Regions from separate parts of the Oncorhynchus mykiss genome. Here region 1 is linked to region 2. A link is a contact called in public Hi-C data. All regions are on one chromosome and are shown on one strand. Each heading gives the region's core, a stretch centred on a gene start, on an enhancer-like site or on the middle of the called end of the contact. The rest is flanking DNA. Distances are from core to core; before and after follow the strand shown.

Region 1 (6,939 bases), core at 2,930-5,429, 290 kb before region 2:
TGTAGATTTGGGACAAGAGGAAGGTGACATTTTTGACCCCAGTAAGCTAGATCCTGAGCGCTGTGAAAGCTGTTACGGAGCAGAGATGGAAGATTTGAAGTGAGTTTCCAAGACATGAATGCCTTCCAAGGCATTACAGAACATACAGTGCATCTACTACACCATCTTCCCATGATGGAAAAGGGGGTTTCTCTGTCAATTTCATAACTAAAATCCCTTGACTGTGAAATTGGACTTGCTACAAAGTATTTGAGGTTTTGTTTTAAAATATGACTGCCCCCCACCTTTTTAAGACCTTAGATATTTTTCAGAACATAGACCATGAATGAATGAGATTATCTATTGTCCAAAATTTTTATGTGACAATGACATATTTCCTGTGCTTTTCTGTAGGTGCTGTAACACCTGCGATGATGTACGAGAAGCCTATCGCAGGCGGGGTTGGGCCTTCAAGAACCCCGACACCATCGAGCAGTGCAAGAGGGAGGGCTTCAGCCAAAAGATGCAGGAGCAGAAAAACGAGGGCTGCCAGATCTACGGCTTTCTGGAGGTCAACAAGGTAACTAGACTTCCATGGATAATTTGGCTAAGTTCATAATCAAAAGAATAGTCAGTACTCGCACTCTGATTTACACTCCAAAAGGGGATGTTTTATTTCATGGCTGACAGTGTTTAAACCATTGCCTGGTCTTCAAATGGTCAGGTTAGAAACAGCATGATTTGTTAGAAACAACAACAAAGGAATCATCACTTTTTGGGAGCATAATTCTGTGTGGTTATTTAAAAAGAAATAGGGATGGAAGTGTACTGTAACTGGGAGTTATATTTTGTGAGGTGCTTTAATGCATTTATATACATTTTCAATCTGCAAATATTATGTTCATTGTCTGTCTTTCTTTTAAACTCTTTGTCTGTTTTTTTGTTAGGTGGCAGGAAATTTCCACTTTGCCCCTGGAAAGAGTTTCCAGCAGTCCCATGTTCATGGTAAGACCTGCATTTTACTATCCTAAGTGTGGACAACCCAAATCTGATTTTCTTTCTGTATACAATCTTTTTTTCTGACTCCACAAATTTTATCAGATTTGTGCATTCATACTGATCTGAATTGGGCTGCCTATGTAAATGCAACCCCGGTCGAAATGGGTTGGTCCCCTGGTCTTATATCAATTATCAATTAAGTAAGAATTCTGTTTTCCATCAATACCCATGACAGAAAGTCAATCCTCTGAATTGCACAAAGACAAACGGGTAGCAGACTGATTTGGGTTGGAAATCAAAAATTGCTTACTTGCTACCAGAAACACCTTGTGATTTATTAAAACAGTCTGTCTCAGACCAGGTACAGACCCTTTTGTAGTGTAGTTTGCCCCTAGCACATTCTCAGAGGATAGCAAGGAAAGACCAATGTTAACCGGTAAGTTCACTTGCAAGTCACTATGCCAGTAGGCATTTCTAGTGCATCCATAACTAATCTTTCCAGTAAAACACTCGTAAATCCTTTTGTAAATGGTGCATGTTTTTCTTTTTCATCATTCCTTTCGTTGTCTTATGCTAGACTTCTTCCGTTCTTTCCTAATAGGATCCGCTGCAATCTCAGTAATTAATTGTAGCTCTTTTTTTTCTCATGAAAACATCTGATCTTTATGGCAGAGGTGAAAATGTGTCAAACTAAGTAGCTCTTTTTTTCTACATATAAACGTAACGTTTTGACTGTAAATGGATAATTGACTCACTTGCTTTATCATTGTTGCCTACTGATAACACTAACTTACTAATCAAGTTATTTTGCATTGACACTTACACTCTGGATAAATATGAATGTGAAATGTATTAATTTGTTTGGCATACTGATCGCAAAACATTTATTGCAATGGATTTTACAAATTAAATCATGTTACTCGGCTTGACAGAAGTTGACAATTGCACTCCAACTGTGGAAGCGGGCATAAGAGCAGAAGTCGTTACTATAAAAATTCTTACTGATGTAACCTTTGTAACTGTGTGACAATACAGGCATATTTGTCATTGAGGCACTGTTGTAATTTCATTTACCCTAATAACTAATTTCTCAAGAATTGCTGATAGAGTAGCATGGTACATAACCAGATGAAGTTGTAGGCCCAAAGTACTATACTCGCTATAAACTTGCTTGGAAGCATTGAAAGGTTTCTTTTGTCATCAACACAATGTACAGAAAGTATAGAGCAGAAGGATTCACCAGCTCAATGCTGATTTTATTTGCTAGACTAGTACTACTGTCCATGTCTGCTTAAAGGCAGAAATAAGAGACAAGAATCCCTTTTTGAAAAGAATTTGGCCATATATGAAATACCAGATGTGATGAACCCCCTTCAGAGGCATATTGCCTTTGGCCAGCCTCTTTTTCTATGTAGCCCAACATGCGTCATATAGTGACTCTTCTCTCTTCTTTCTGCAGTGCACGCTGTGGAAAGTAAGTCCATCTTTTTGTAGCTTTTATTTTTGTAGTAAACGTCCCCCCCTTACCCTGGTCCCAGATCTGTTTGTGCTCCTCTATTCCCTTGCTGTCCTTGTCATGACAATGAGTTGGCGTAAGAGCACAAACAGACTGGCACTCAGGCCACATCCCTCCCTTCTAAATTGATCCAGTCAAATATCAAACTTTGTTTATGAAGAGGTTGTCAGTCAGAATTGACCCTGTTATTAAATTAAAGCCTAGCGAAGACAACCAAAGCTGCTTCTAACTTGTGGTTTAAAACAGTCCTTTTGAATAACCAGCGTGTGATTGTTGGTTTGATCTTTATTGGAGGTGGTACAAGCAGTAATCTAGATCACATTTCGGAGGGCTCAACAATTATAACTTGTAATGGGAGAGTCGTAGATTGAGTAGTAAGCCCTCATAACTGCCAGAACATAACTGATGATGCTATCACAGCATTACTAACATCTTGTCTCAAATTATTTTCAGTTCATGATCTGCAGAGTTTTGGACTAGACAACGTAAGTACATTTGACAAATCTTGTCTTGCCCAGGCAATGTTCTCCATACACGTGAGCACTTATTTGTGTTGTCCTACAGATCAACATGACTCACTTTATCAAGCATCTGTCCTTTGGGAGAGACTACCCTGGTATCGTCAATCCTTTGGATGGTACCAATGTTGCAGCACCACAAGGTTAGTCATCCCATTTATCAAAAGCCCCACACCAAACATTTGGCCTACTACCAGCAATTGAAATCACAGCATTTATTGACATAATTTCTCCATCGTTCTGGGACAAAGTGTGACATGGGAATGAGTTATGACAAAAGTCCCACTATGTAATTTTCAGTAAGTATGGTAGGTGGTCTCAGCAGCGGATGCCCATCCCAATGGACATAAATGTACCAAATGTGCCTCCACTCTGCATCATCGTCTTCCCAACTCCTCCCATCAGCTCTCTGCCTCTCATGCCAACCCTGAGGGAAGAAAAAATACAGCATTTGAACAAAATTTCAAAACAATCGAGTTCTATTGAACAAACCACAATATGCAGTGTGGATGCCTGCAACAAAAACATGTAAAGAAATGATGCCCAAACACACTATTGCATTCTTACAAAGTGTATTGCATTTCAGTGTAGGCTTACTTGTAATAGGTAGATAGCTAGACGTTGGGTTAACTTAACTAACCTTAGACAGGAAAAGGTTCCAAACATGGCACCAGCTGCCATCCCAACAGCGAAGCCCATCATGAATCCCATTTTAATTCTGTCAATGCAGGCTGGCTGTTGCTGGCCATACGGTCCTACTGCCACTGGCATCTGTATTGAAAGAAAGTACAACCATCAAAATACATGGCAGGTTTATGAATCAGTTGCGCTAGCTAGGCGTTTGTAGCTAGCTTGCTACGTCGTAAGACTACACCAGTGGCTAAGCTTAAACGGTAAGTTAAGATAGCGGAGTTAGCTAGCTAAGCTATCAACGTTATTTGCCACCGAAAACAGATTGATATGTAGCTAATGTCACGAACGTTGTCCACCCTTTATCTCGAGCTTCTGTTTACCCAGCTAGCTAGCTGCGTTTTGGCTGGCTAACTGGTTTGCATGTCACCTAGGTCAGGCCTTGAAGACATTTGAAAAGATAGAACAATATAATAGTCGGGCGTTAACTATCATCACTATTATTCGCTCTAAGCAGCACTTACCTTGGTTTATTGCGTAATGTGAGTTATCGGTCACTAGAGAAGAAACCCCTTTTCGATGAGACTAGGTAGTTTGGAATGCTGTACTAACAGGCGGCCATTACTTGAGAGGATTGCGAAACCAACGCAGTGGAGACAAAGATCAGTTCGTGAACGATTCGTTTTTCTGAGTGAGTCGTTCATTTTAGTCGATCCTTTGACCTGCTAGCTGCAATGAATTCTACAGCAGGATTCAAGCGCGTTCCGACCAACAACTCTGTCATATGTGCGCAGGAAAAATAGATAATGCTGCAGGCAGCATAGTGAACAGATTTTGTAAAATGTTTTTCACCTTTATTTATCCAGGTAGGCTAGTTGAGAACAAGTTCTTATTTACAACTGCGACCTGGAATAGATAGTTGATAGCATGGTGCAAAAATGAATGCAATTGACTATTGAATGTTATGATGGACACAGCTTTGAAGAACCATAACATACAGACTCTGCTCAACAAACTCGAGAACGAATCGTTTGTGTTTCGCGAATGAATCACACTCACGGCAGTCAAGCAATGCATTTCGCCAAGAGTCGTTCACGATCTAGTCCTTTTGCGGCCAAACTAGATCTCCGTTTCAAATGTACCAATAAATAGTCGTATTTGTAAGCTTAGCATTCAACAAATGTAAATTTGTTTAAAGCACGCTTCTACAAGTGGGGGGGGGGGGGGGGGGGAATAATGTGTTCATCGTTCGACGGTAGGGATCAGTCAGTAAAAAAAAAAACTACTGTTGTATTCGGCGCATGTGACGAATACATTTCGATTTACAAAAAAAAAAAAACATTACAAAAAAAACAGTCAGGGGAGGGGGGGGTGGAAGAGAGAGAGAATGTGTTCATCGTTCGACGGTAGGGGTCAGTCAGTAAAAAAAAAAACTACTGTTGTATTCGGCGCATGTGACGAATACATTTCGATTTACAAAAAAAAAAAACATTACAAAAAAATCAGTCAGGGGAGGGGGGGGGGGTGGAAGAGAGAGAGAATGTGTTCATCGTTCGACGGTAGGGGTCCACCGTGCTCTGGGCTTTACTGACTCAAATGAACGAAGTTAGTCAACAGATTCGTTCTTCTGACTGGGCGAGTTGAAAAGATCAGTCAGTAAAAAAAAAAGAACTTCCGGTCACTTGATAGAAATGATCATTTTGTGAACGTCGAGAACCGAATCACATCTGTGAAAGGATATACTGAAAATTTGAGCCCCAGGCATCGATTATCTGATAAGTTATACTAACATTCTCTGAAGATGGTAATTCTTGACTGATTTTTTTGTAATGTTTTTTTTTTTGTAAATCAAAATGTATTTGTCACATGCGCCGAATACAACAGTAGTCCTTACCGTGAAATGTTTACTTACAAGCCCTTAACCAACAATGCCGTTTTAAGAAAATATTTAGCAAGCAGCAGCAGTGTAAAAACAAGGGGGGGGGGGGTCAATGCAAATAGTCCGGGTGGCCATTTGATTAATTGTTCAGTCTTATTGTCCTACATCTGTTAATGAGCCTTTTGGACCTAGACTTGGTGCTCCCCTACAGCTTGCTGTGCTGTAGCAGAGAGAACAGTCTATGACTTGAGTGACTGTAGTCTTTGCCCATTTTGGGGGCCTATCTCTGACACTGCTAGTAGAGGTCCTGGATGGCAGGAGGCTTGGCCCCAGTGATGTACTGGGCCGTACACACTACCCTCTGTAGCAGCCTTGTGGTCGTATGCCAAGCAGTTGACATACCAGGCGGTGATGCAACCAGTATGCTCTTGATGGTGCAGCTGTAGAACTTGTTGAGGACCTGGTCTCCTGAGTGGGAAAAGACATTGTCGTGCCCTCTTCACGACTCTCTTGGTGTATTTGGAACATGGTAGTTTGGTGGTGATGTGGACACTAAGGAACTTGAAGCTCTCGACTCGCTCCACTACAGCCCCGTTGATGTGAATGTAATTTTGTCATGTAACATTTTTATTTGAACTCGCATTTCACGATCTGAGATAATGGTAGGCAACATTTTAGGCTTTACATTAGAAATATGTACATTTTATTTTCATAAATGTTTAAGCACTGAATGAAGAGTTGTTTGTGAGCCAAGTGAATGGCTCTTTTAGGTGAACAGCGCAAAAAGATCCTGCTCACCAAAAAGACTCAGAATGCTCATCGGTGTGTAGCCTGCTAATTATGTGGTGTCAATCTATAGCACTACCCTGCGTTCATGAGTGAAATGTTGCATTTCTGCAGACTACATGGGCTCTGCTGCTACACATTACAAAACAATCACTTGTTTTATTCCAGCATCCATGATGTATCAGTACTTTGTGAAAATTGTCCCAACCATCTACGTGAAATGGGATGGAGAGGTGAGTGAGTATACATTAGACATGACAGCTGTGAAATGAACTCGGGTGGGTAGTTATTGACCGTACCAACAAATTGTAGCTATTTGATGGAGTTAATTTAAATGTGATATAGCTATAAAATAAATTAAGGGAATTCATTATTGAATTGTTGTATATTTCCCTGTGCATGACTGTTTATGCATGCTAAGAAAGGTACTTAGGCTTAATGGACAAACATGGAAGGCTTTTGTATTGCTTGTGTCTTACAGGTGGTTAAAACAAACCAATTCTCTGTGACCCGACATGAGAAAGTAGCCAACGGGCTGATCGGAGACCAGGGCCTACCTGGGGTGTTTGTATTATATGAACTCTCCCCCATGATGGTGAAATTCACAGAGAAACAGCGGTAGGTAGCTTAAA
Region 2 (6,440 bases), core at 251-2,750:
ATGTTGCGTATTACGTACAGCCAATCAGGTTGCAGTAGCCTGTTTACCTTTTGTCTGAATGCTGTACTCAATGTCAGGAATTAGCATTAGCCACCATAGCATGGCAGTGGAAAATGGTGTTTCATAAAGAAGGTAACGAAATGTTTAAACTAGAGAGAAAATGTGATTATTGAAAAAATCTTGGGAGTTTGCTTCATTTACTATCATCCTAAATTAAGATATAATTATTTTGCCATATCTAATTCATGATTATTATGCTACTTTCCATAATGTGGACAATATGTGTTACTACATTACACATGCAGAAGTTTTGGACCACATACAATTGAGGGGAATTACTTTTTTTTTTTTTTTTTACCTCAGACTGGTGGTGTTAGTTTAAAAGTTCATAGTCATGATGACAAGATCAATTGCTTAAAACATTTTTTTTTTTCTTCCCCCAGTTGATTTCATCATTGGTTTTGTACTGTTGATTTCGTCTTAGAACACATCTAGGAACAGGTTTGCCTTGCATAAACAGAGTCCCTTTGGACGGTAAAATTAAACGACTCAATCCCGCCATCTGCCGGTCTTTGTTTCACTGTACCAATGATGTAATCCTGCCAGAGCACCACATGAGGTTATGATATAACTGCGAACGACTCAATGCGCTATGGTTATAAATAATGTGCCATGTTAAACATAAATGTAATACATGTCAATATTCGCCATGCTAGCTGAAAATGCTTGTCAAATTAGCTCGCTAGGTTCGAATGAATCATGGGTCCTATATTATAGCCAATAATTTCCGTCCATGCGCTACGCGAGACCTGCACAGTACCCGCAACCAAGCCCGATTGTAAGTCTCGTAGTGGACCATCTGACGGCAGCCGACGCAGCCTTCTAACTGGACTGTAGCCTTCTAACTGGACTGTAGCCTAATTGTCGATAGATTAAAGTTACACACACAACCTGAATTCAACGCAAAACGTCTAGACTGATAGCCTTGTTTAAATGATTTAGATTTCTACTTTAATGCTGGGTTCCCGTCTACGGTTTCCATCCGCAACCGGCACATTGAAACCACGTCAAATTCGCTATTTACCAACAGACACATCAGCAAGCCTAGAAGACGTCGGAGAAAAGCTAAATGGGCCCAATAAGGAGAACGAAAATGTTGAAATATTGACTACAATGTTTCCACTTACCGATAGCTATGAAGACAAGGCTACCGTTGATATCCCTTAAACGTTGCTAGTTATCAAACGCCTACCCTTGATGAAAACCTTCGATTCCTTCCCCAGGCAGGTTCAACCGACTGCAATCTCTAAAGATATGCCTCAAATTCTCGTTATGTGACTCTTTCACCGACATGTGTAAAATGCTGCAATGTTACGGTAACCCGCGATGGAGGAAGAGCATGAACTAATTTTATAATTCCTATTTGCGTTGTGTTCACCAGCCACTCATGGTCACCTTCTTCTTCGTCTTTTGGGATTGGGTTGGTGGATCGCATCCAACTTTAAAGTGCATACACCGCCACCTACTGTACTGAAGTGTGAGCCCAGTCACGGCCTACCTACATTAAATTATCTTAATTATTCCGGTTCCTAAATAATAATAATAATTACACCAATTAACCCTACACCTATATATCACTATTTCATAAAACATGTAAATCACCACCCCATTAACTATTTTGCATTCAAATATTGTATACCCAGGTACTTCTCTTCAACTGCCACCGATACTCATTAAAAACCCACTCCCCCATTCCACTACTTTGACCCTATCTGCTCCTGCACCATGTCAACATACTGGGATGACGGGACACCATCCCTCAACACACCCTGTAGTTCTTCTGAATTCAAATCTCGTATACCCAAATACTTCTATGCAGCTTCCACCACAGCATATATTTTCTGTGAGTTTACATTCCATTTCTGCAGTACAGTTGATAACCATTGCTACGAAGCCAACCTTACTCAAACATAAATCACTCATTGTCCTATCCCTCTGTGCTGGTAAAAATCTACTCACTGGGATCCTCTCAGGGTCCCTCACCCTTGACCCATTATCCTCTACTTTTTTCACTGCCTCAACATACAACACTTCCTGCACAACTCTGACTCTGGCCACTTCAACCTGCCTCTCTCGTCATGGTCATCTGAAGATAATGCTTGAAATTACTATAGGCTTCCTCCTTGATGATGCAATCTGCGCTATCTGGGATCCTTGGGACGTCCCTACCCCATTGAAATTTACATCTTGAATGCTAGGGATTAGGGTTTAGGGTATGGACGTCCCAAGGATCACAGATAGCACTGAACATCATGCAAGCAACTGGGCAAGTTTGTTTTGAATGGTCTGGTGCCGAGGGTGGATGGAGATTTCCCTCAAGGACAAATGGAATGATCTCAAATGAAGAACGGTGTGATTTCTACCCACAATTCGGGGCCGCAATTCGCATGCCTTCCTGCATGCGTTCACACACTTGCAGAGGCCACTTACCACGTTCACATCCTAGTTGGAACTAGAAAACTCTGAAATTTCCGACTTGCTGACTTGTTGAACTACAAGCATGTCGGAAATGTTTGAGTTTACTAGTTCAGTCTAGCATGTGAACGCGGCAACTCTCACTATTGAAGGTAGCTGAACCCATGGCTGTGTTCAAGATCATCAAAACCGGGATGAGTCATGGGTAAATTGTGACTGACTGATCTACGAATAATATTGAGTAGTTTTTAGGATGCAAGGTGATTTGTAGATCAGTCAGTTTCGACTTGCCTTTAAACACAATGTCGAACGAGCCCTGTGTGTCTTGTGTACTTTGTTTGTTTGCGAGTGTTTCTTGTTATAATCATTCCAAATACTTTTATATAGTCAATAAGTTTCTAAAAACGCTTCTGTTTCTGTATTTGTAATGTATGCGTGTTTACGTTTAAATGTTGTTTATGGTGTGTCTATGACTGAAACATTGTTTCCCCTGCTGCTTTCTTGGTTGAACCAGGTCTCTCTTTAAAAATATATTTTATCTCAACGAGCCTAACCTGGATAAATAAAGGATAAAAAAATAACAAATGTAGGCATTCTTGCACATGCAGGAACCCCTCTTTATACTTCTATTGGTAGATTTTTAAGCTAGGTCTCCGGTACACAGGCAGGAGCACTCCAGCACAGTAGGTGGCGGTAATGCACCAATAACACAGGTGGGAGGCGAGGGCCGCGATCTAGGACACTGGTAGACACGACTAGACAGTGTCCTATGGGGGGTGATAAGAGGCATATATAAGCCAAGGCAACCGTACCACCGTGTGGCTGTTGCCTAGCATTGCACGTCTGACTGACATGACATGATACAAACACCTTACTAACGTCTGCGTGACGCCTGTGTCGCATGTTAATAAAAGTCATAATGTGCATAGTTTATATTTATATTAATAAAATCTCAACCATATGTGTTGGAAACGTACAATGTTTCCCGTGCAAGCAGACATTCCGACGTAGCCACCTTGAACTACAGTGTAGCCTACGTCTTGTGTATTTCCTGTTATCGCTAATGGCCTAGAAAGGATGATGTCCAATCTATAGGTAATCTGTCTTTCCCTCAACACCTCCTGGCATGGTATGTTATCTTTTCTCGCTGCATACAGATCTAAATGTTGTTGGCCAATCACAGACTGTGATGTAACCAGTTCCCAGTAACCTACATTTGAGAACCAATAAGGGTTGTGTCCACGGCTTTCAGTCGAACCAATAAGAGTTGTGTCCACGGCTTTCAGTCGAATATAGAGGAGTTAATTAGGTGCTATTCAGGATCCTTGGGATGTCCCTACCTCAAACAAGTATAAATGTAAAATGGTTAAGTTTAGGGTAAGAACGACCCAAGGAATACGGATAGCAGTGACCGTTCACAGAGTGAGAGACTGGCACGGTATTTGAGAGCTCGGCGGCTTCACAGACATTAATTCGTTATATGTTTTACAAGCAGCAGAAGCGATTTGCGAGTGTCTGCCCTAGATAGTTTCCTTAGAGACGATGAAAATAATTACCAAAATGTACTTGATCCAATTGAGGAGTAAGTAGGCTATATTTAAGTAGTGATATCGTTAGGAAATATTTAGGCCTACTGTGTTAAGGCAAATTTGGTTTATTTGAAAATAATTACTAAACACATGAATAAAGGAAACATACCTAATTGGCTGCTTATTACAGAAGGGAGGATGTCAAAAACTTCACACTTATTATTCCTGGCATGAATTTACGCTTCAGCCTTAATTATGATAACGTTACCATCCTAACATATACACTTCAACCTTTGCGAACAACACGCAAAGACATGAAAACTTAGCTAACACAGATTGCCTTCACTCCAAAGGTGTGTTGCTACGATAATAATCCCCATTACAACAGTTCTTAGTCACATAGTTCCGCTTGTCTTATCATTTCCCCCCGCATAGCGAACACATAAACAATAAAAAAAAAAACAACGACATAGACTTACAGGTTAATTGTCAATTACAGGTTTCTTGATGATTTGTGTGAGATTGATGCCTTAGAAACAAACTTGTCTCCATTGACAATCCAAGTTAATTCATGATGGTATTTTATGGCTCTAGGAAGACATTAGGTGACTTGGTGAGAAGTGTCAGCAGCTTCACAAGGCTTAATTCTGGCATGAATCACCCCCCATAGCGTCCCTCGCTCCCTTCTGCCAAGCACTGCTTTCCCTTAGCGAGTATTCAGACCCCTCTAGCGACACATTTTCAAAACATCAACTAGGGACAAATCTAGCGACTTTTTCTGGTGCTATTGGAGGCTTTTGTAGACTCTGACGTGAAAGCACATATCGTTCTTGCTCTTCTCAACGAGCAGCGGGTGCTGCCGTGGGCCCCACCCCTGTCCCAAAGCACTCACAGGCGGCCCAGTCCTCGCGCAGCAGTCCCTCACAGCTGCAGTCAGAGCAGGAGATGTTCACCCCTCCATGTCCAGACTGCAAATTAATCATGCATGCGGGAAGCCGCCACTGGCGGGATGTAAATGTAAAATGTTCTTTGTCTAAAATAAATCACTACACAAAAATAAATCACTGCATTTGACACACACAGCCTCAGTCACTTACTCACCTTGTCCACTGTGTGTGTGCCTCTCTGTGACATAAGCTAAACATCTAGCTGGCTAGCTCATCATGTCTCAGTCTAAACTGTACACTCAAAAATACAGAAAGGAGTGGGAATCAAACCCTGAATTCAAAGGCTGGGTGAAGCCGTTCATGCTGCCTGTTTTCTACGCCAAACTTAGTGATGTAAAAAAACACATGACAACTAAAAACATACTCAAAAGGCAAAGCCTTGTAACAGTTCCACCCAAAACAAGCTGCCATTCATGGTAAAAAATGAGCTATCGCTGAACAACACTGTTCCTTCCATGCTAGCATGTGATCACATTGGAGAAGCATGTAGAGCTGCTTTCTCAAACTCCACTGCTGCTACCCACTTCAAAATGCACAGGACAAAGTGCACAGAAATGATTAATGGTGTCCTAGCACCATACTTTCTGAAAAAGTTGGTCGCAGATGTGGGTGACCAGCGTTTCAGCCTCCTCCTCGATGAGTCCACGGATGTAAGTGTTTCTATGTACCTGGGGGTTGTGATAAGGTACTTTAGTGACACCAAGCAGACAATTGTATCAACATTTCTGGGGCTTGTTGAGTTGGAGGGAGGCAATACTAAATCTATAGCCTGTGCTGTTGTGGCTTTCCTCGAGAAGTTTTGTCTTAAAAAAGAGAAACTCCTGGGGATAGGGACTGACAATGCCTCTGTTATGACGGGGATTAACAATGGTGTCCATAAAGTGCTGAAGGAGGAGTATGGGCCCAAATATCTGGTTTTTATTCCCTGTGTGTGCTACTCTCTGCAGCTTGCTCATTTGTCGTTCTAAACATATTTAGGGTGTTTTTTACTCACTTTTTGTCTCTCCCACAACATTATTCCTCTCTTCTACAGCATCCATCACAATTACATGCACTTGGCCAATTATGCAAATTAGGTGATGATTAGGTGATCATTTAGCGACTTCTAGCAACTAGCCAATAGCTACTTTCCTTACGGAGGAGTTGATAACACTGAGTACTAGCTAGCTAGTACTCCGGTAATGTTATGGAGGTGGGGGCGACACTGGTAGCTACAGTAGTACACCGGTAGACAGTGTACTTCGTCCCCGCCTCCTGAACACTGCTTTCCTGCAGTTATGTTAACGTTACGGTGAGGGTAGGTTCTAGGCAGATGGGACCAATGACAAGAGTGTGCAAAGCTGTCATCAAGACAAAGTGTGGCTACTTTGAAGAATCTCAAATATAAAATGTATTTTTAATTCTTCAACACTTTTTTGGTAACTACATGATTCCATATGTGCTATTTCATAGCTTTGATGTCTTCACTAATATTCTACAATGTAGAAAA

Evidence for each region. Hi-C and Micro-C count contacts between places; a contact is called where the count stands out from the background.
Region 1: a contact with region 2 is called in a Hi-C map of liver, with 1.9 times the contacts expected there. The contact joins the promoter of romo1 here to the promoter of osgn1 in region 2. A contact is called at or near these places in 2 of 3 Hi-C or Micro-C datasets (blood and liver).

What each region holds. Positions count from the first base shown.
Region 1 is chr17:38,673,304-38,680,242 of USDA_OmykA_1.1, reverse strand. romo1 (reactive oxygen species modulator 1) reads right to left here and starts at 4,179. Exons shown (of 3, transcript NM_001160686.2): 1 at 4,167-4,179; 2 at 3,653-3,783; 3 at 2,762-3,439. The coding sequence starts at 3,783. The coding sequence ends at 3,331. It overlaps ergic3 (endoplasmic reticulum-Golgi intermediate compartment protein 3), which reads left to right. Exons shown (of 14, transcript XM_021568421.2): 5 at 6-99; 6 at 394-559; 7 at 927-984; 8 at 2,438-2,452; 9 at 2,948-2,979; 10 at 3,059-3,155; 11 at 6,476-6,540; 12 at 6,789-6,925.
Region 2 is chr17:38,385,193-38,391,632 of USDA_OmykA_1.1, reverse strand. osgn1 (oxidative stress induced growth inhibitor 1) reads right to left here and starts at 1,500. Exons shown (of 6, transcript XM_036949854.1): 1 at 1,456-1,500.